2 separate regions of the Capra hircus genome follow, and region 1 is linked to region 2. Evidence: chromatin contacts called from public Hi-C data. All regions are on one chromosome and are shown on one strand. The core of a region is the stretch at or near the end of the contact, and the rest is flanking DNA. Distances in the headings are between cores, read along the strand shown. Region 1 overlaps MECR (trans-2-enoyl-CoA reductase, mitochondrial). Region 2 holds the start of EPB41 (protein 4.1).

Region 1 (2,919 bases), core at 114-2,613, 260 kb before region 2:
AGAGATCGCCCAGCCCATCTCTGTCGCGCTGACAAGGCGACTGAGGTGAGAGACGTGGGAGGGTGGTCAGCTGAAAGCCAGTGCCAGCTTCCTGCAGAGACAGATGCAGGCCCCCCAGCTGTGGCCAAGCAGCCTTGGGTCTCTCTAGTGGAGAAAGCCAGCAGGTGTGATCTGGGACCTTCGCTTGAATCCCAGTGCAGCAGAGGCTGTGGGCGCCTGCGTCCCCTCCCCCCAGGCCCCTCTGGTTAGGACTGTCACTGTCGGGGCCAGTCAGGCCATTCTGGCACCACCCAGGTCAAGTGCCAACACCGTGGCTCCTCTTTCCTGCCCCAGGGCTGGCATGAAACACGTGATCCTGACCCGTGGTAACACTGTCCTCCAGTATATAGACATGTATGAATATACAAGTAAGGGAAACCAGAGTTTCATGGAACAGTATTTACCCTCACCATGTGTGATACACTTAACCATTAAGAAAAAAAAAGTTCACAACCCACTAGGTTGGTTTCATAACCCCTGGATGGGTGACAGTCTGTAGGCTGACCCTAGCTAAGAATGATGAGCCTGCTTCTTCCAGAAAGTCCTCTGTCTCTAGCATGAGGTCCCTGCTGCCTCTCTAAACCTAGCTAGCACTTCAGGGGACTGGAGCCCCTCCCTAGACATGATGGCCCTGGACTCTAATGAGGAGCACCCCGGTGGTTGCTCCTGGGACCCTTCTTATGGAGAAGAAACAGGTTCAAAGAGGTCAGGGCTTGCCCCACCCCATTCAGTTCTAGTTACAGTCGGTAAAGAAGCTGGGGCTCAGACCCTGGTACATCTCATTCCAGAGCCCATGCTTTCCCAGCACAGCCCACACCTCCCTACTCAGCTCAAGTGCAAAGTTAGGCCTGGGCTTTGATCACAGACCCTGATTCAGGAGCTGCCAGTTTCTCCATTGCAGCTCTAATCCCATTCCGAGGCAATAGCGCATCTTCCCTCAGGAAGCCACAGGCTGTTGATAGAAAGGGACTGAGCTACAAGCTGTAAATCGAGGCTGACCATGAGCCTTAACAGAGTTGGCTGCAGAGTGCCGTGGGAGGGCACGGGGGAAGAATCTAGGAAGGCTTCACATAAGAAGCTACACAGGTTGCCATTTCCTGTGCTTTTAAGGTATACAGGATTTCAGAACAATGGGAGAGAGAGGAGACATTGCAAACCAAAGAAAGGACCTAAGCAGACTTGACCTAAGAGCTGGGAGGATGATGAAGGATACAAAATCACTGACACAGCAGGGGCTAAGTTGCATCCAGCGTGAACTCTGAGTTGCCAAATCCTGGCAGGCATCATGGGTGCTGTAGAGGCTTGGGGCACCCTGGGAGGAGAGAGCAACACTGCCAGGACTGAGAAGGCTCAGCAGCCAGGTCCTGGGTCCCTTCAGAGTCTAAGAACTCCACCTCTGACCCTCTAATATGATCCTAGGCTGAAAGCCCTTGACCTGTTACAGATCTCGACTTGAGTCTCTTCCGGCCCCACAGGGGATTCCATCATCCAGAATGCATCCAACAGTGGAGTGGGGCAAGCGGTCATCCAGATCGCGGCCGCCCTGGGCCTGAGGACCATCAACGTGCTCCGGGACAGGTGCGTGGGAAGGCCTGATCCCAGCCCACCACTTGGGCCTTTCCAGCCTGGCACCCGCAGGTGCCCATGTCTCCACCAGGTGGCGCCCTTGCATAAGCGGTCCTCCTTTCCTGCAGCTGCTGCTCGCTAAGGGCTGAGTCAGCCTCCAGCCCTGAAGTCCAGCGGTCTGGGGCTGTAGGATGGTTTAGTCACTACGTCGTGTCTGACTCTTGCGACCCCATGGACTGTAGCCCGCCAGGCTCCTCTGTCCATGAGATTCTCCAGGCAAGAATACTGGAGTGGGTTGCCATTTCCTTCTCCAGGGAATCTTCCCGACCCAGGAATCAAACCCGGGTCTCCTGCATTGCAGGCAGATTCTTTCCCAACTGAGCTATAAGGGAAGCCCCGGGGCTATAGGATGAGTGACTGAAATGTAAAGGGAGGGCAGGAAGGAGGTAGAGAAGGCCCTCATTCCCAACCTGAGTTTTTAAGATGCTTGACTTCTTATAAGCCCATGTTTTCGAAACCACAGTTCACACTTGGGAATGTTTAAAGCTGTATTTCTTTCTGTGAACTGACTAACCCAAGGCCCCTGTTTCCCTTGCATTTGTGTGATGCCTTGAAGTGCACTAAATACAGATGTAAAGGAGACGGGGCAGGTTTGTCATCAGAGAGAGGAAGCCACTTGCTCAGGAAGACACAGCAAATCAACGACAAACTTAAGTTTCCTGACTCTTTCTCTCTCCAGCGTATCATCCAGCCTCCTTAAGCCTCACTGTCCACATACGTGGCTGTGTCCATCAGGGAAGGCCAGCCTCATTGGGAGAACTGATACTCGCTCCAGTTCCCCATCCCCTCAGTTGTGCTAACAAGAATTGCTCTGTTTGCCTTGGTAAAGAGGCACAAAGCCACTCGTGGGCCAGGGTATGTTTGCACAACACTCTGAAGAGCCTCTTGAAAAGACAGGGGGAAAGGAAGAGGAGTTTGTCATTTAAATAGAAGAAATCAGGAAGGGAACCAACTCCTCCCTGGGCCAGATGGTTTCTAGCGTCCTTGGGACCAGTAGGAGCGGTAGCAACCACCAAGCACTCCCTCACACCAGTGAGAAAACTGAGGCCAGGAGATGCTGGAGTGTGCTGAGGCTGGGTGGCTGGGCCTGGCTTCCCACAAAGAGAAACTCAGGTTCTCACACCTGTGGCAGAGGGGTCCTGGGAGCCTCTGGTGGAGAAAGTGGGCAGATGTGACTGACTGGATTGTGTTTGGTTTCCAGACCTGACCTCCAGAAGCTGACCGACAGACTGAAGAATCTGGGGGCTGACCACG
Region 2 (2,700 bases), core at 145-2,644:
CCCCAGCCTTCTGCCAAGGCCAGTCCCCAGCTTGTAACTGGGGTGAAGGTGGGAGCATGCAGTTAGTAGCCTCTGGGGCTCTGCTGCCAGTGCTCTGGGCGCCCTGGGGCCCCACCCTCATCCTTCAGTAGCTGAGCCGTTCTTCCAGGGACTTCCAGCTGCCCGAAGCCCCAACCCAGGTCAGGCTCTCCCCAAACATCCTCCCGGAGAAAGGGCTCAGAAGCAAAGGGGGGGTGGGGAGCTGCCTTCAGTTCTAATCTGGGAATTTAAGGGGTCACATTCAGTCACTCCTCTCCCAGAAGAATCTGTGGGCCTCCGGAGTAACCTCCCCTAATCCTACCAGGTAGTCCTCCCCGCCCTCCTTCTGGGGCAAGCTTGGGCTGAGGTTGGTCTGGACACGTCCTGGCCTCCAATTTGCTGGAGGGAAGAAGTCCTATCCCAACCCACAGAGGTGGGGTCTGCTAGAAAGTGTAGATGAGGGCAGGACAGGGAGAGGCCGGGCCACACACAGAGGAGACGAGAGACACAGGGAAACGGGAGATGAGATCTAGCCGGAACCAGAGCACGACAGGGAGACCCGGCCGACCGGAGGCAGAGAGAAGTCCCCTAAACCCAGCCTGGAAAGGGAGCGTGTGCGGCCGGGGCGGCGGCAGCAGAGCCACCCTGGCCGGCAGAGCCGGCGCCCCAGCTCGCGGGTCCCTCAGTCCGGAAACTCAAAGTCAGTTACGTAAGGGCCGGAGCGGGGCGCGGGGGCCGGGACCGGGCTGCCCGCTCCCGGCGCGCGCCGCCGTCCCACCCGCTCCAGCCGCGCTCAGCCCGCCCGGCAGGAGCACGCAGGGCCCACAGGGCGGAGTTCAGGGGGTGGTAGTGGGGGAAGCCTGGGCTGCAGCCCTCCGCAGAGACCCGCCCGCCCGCGCCTCACCCCGGACCCCCGCCCCAGACAGGCCCGGAACCGGCTGGGACCGCGCGCCCAGCGCCCAGCTCCGGACGCGAGCTCTCGGACCCCTTTCCTGCCTCCCCTGCCCCTCCCCGCACCCTGAACTTCGGGAATCCCAGACCACCCCCCGCTGGACCCCCAGTTGGAAACTGGGGACCCGGGACCTCTATAGCGCCCCCGACCCTGAGAACCAGACCTTTCCCGGCTCCCCGCGGGACGCCCCGGCCCTTGGGGAGTGCGTCCGTCTGTCTCTCACCCCGTCCCTCCCGGGACCCGGGCTCGTCCCTCAGGAGGTCCAGGCTCACCTGGGCTGGACAGGGCGGGGACCTGGCCGGGCCGGGCCGGGCCGCGTTCTCGCCCTCCGCCGCTCTCGCCCTTTAAGAGGTTCCTGCCACTTTGCCCCTTCGGGGGCCTCCACCTGCACTGACAGGGCAACTCTGGCGTGAGGCCCCGCCCCCGACCCGGGGTGCCTTAGGATTGGTGCAGGCAACTGCCAGTCAGCAGAGCGGCGGGGAGGAGGGGGGAGGAACTGGGCGGGGCAAAAAGAGCGTCGCAACCGGGAAGCGGCAAGGGCTGCAGGTGCGGCCTGACGGGACGCCCAGCGCTGGCCGGTAGGGTTGCTGACCCTCTGGGTCTGCGGAGGTTCGAACTGGGAGCGCCTGAATTGGCTGGTGCGGTGTCTAACGTCGTATGGCAAAAGTATGATGCAATTTGCCATGTGGTGCTACCCCCTAAGTCTGGAAGGGAGGCACGGACTTGGTCACAGGGGACTAGGGAAGTAATCCTGAAGAGGACCCCTGGATGCCCTGTGCCGTCTGTGTCAGAGTCACTACTCTGAAGCTGAGTTTCCTCAACTATAAATCTTGAAGAATATTTTCCTGAGAATTAGCAATATATGTTAAGTACCAAGCTCCGGGCTGGCGCACGGTGGGTGGTCTTCAGTAAATGTGGACTCTGGTCCCCTTTATTCGCATCTTCCCACTAAGAGACTTTCCCTTCCTTATTGTCTGTCCTATCAGCGCTGGAAGGGGCTTACATAGTCACTGGTCCAAATCCCCTCCCCTCTGTACCGCATTTCAGAGCTGTGCTCACAGACTTCCAGGTGGTTCAGTGGTAAAAGCATCCGCTTGCCAATGCAGGAGATACGGGTTCAATCCCAGGAAGATACCCTGGGAGAAGGAAATAGCAACCCACTCCAGTATTCTTATTGGGAAATCCCATGGACAGAGGAGCCTGGTGGAGTACAGTCCATACGCACACACTTTCAGTGATGGGAAGCTCATCACTTCCCAGTCAGGCCTCCTTCACTTTAAACCCGTCCGGAGACTTCAAAAGCTCTGCCTATTAAGGCCAACTCTGCCCTTTAGGAGTCCTGCCCACAAAGAACAAACCTAATCCCTCTTCCGAGCTGAGGAATGGCAGAATCACAAAATTATAGGCTACTTCATGTTGGAGACCCATGAATCCCTTTTGGGGGCAAATCGGACATACAGAAGCTCACTGGCAAGTGACTTCCTGTGACTTCAATGGTCTTTCTATTAGATGGACTCAGGAATCAGATTGCCGAGAGTCAGAACCTGCTACTACTTACAAGCTGTGGGCCGTTAAGTGAAATAACCCATGTAAAGTACTAATAAGAACAGTGCCAGTCTCAGGGTAAGCATTCCAGAAGCGCCAGCCTTTATTATAGAAATTCATGTTTTGCCCTCCAAATTCACCGAAGCCCCCTTTGGGTCAAGTCTTAGTCTTTAGTTTTCAGGGCC

Evidence for each region. A called contact is a pair of places that touch in the nucleus more often than the background predicts.
Region 1: a contact with region 2 is called in a Hi-C map of blood, with 6 times the contacts expected there. The contact joins the enhancer-like site here to the promoter of EPB41 in region 2. A contact is called at or near these places in 3 of 5 Hi-C or Micro-C datasets (blood and liver).

The regions. Positions count from the first base shown.
Region 1 is chr2:11,610,930-11,613,848 of ARS1.2, reverse strand. MECR (trans-2-enoyl-CoA reductase, mitochondrial) reads left to right here. Exons shown (of 11, transcript XM_013973781.2): 6 at 1,515-1,617; 7 at 2,867-2,919. Among named protein-coding and RNA genes, the nearest start is that of SRSF4, 14 kb to the right of the region's middle. Within about 2 kb of position 1,363, at least 2 of the 5 cell types and tissues checked have an H3K27ac peak or open chromatin away from gene starts, as enhancers often do.
Region 2 is chr2:11,347,886-11,350,585 of ARS1.2, reverse strand. EPB41 (protein 4.1) reads right to left here and starts at 1,394. Exons shown (of 23, transcript XM_018057127.1): 1 at 1,243-1,394.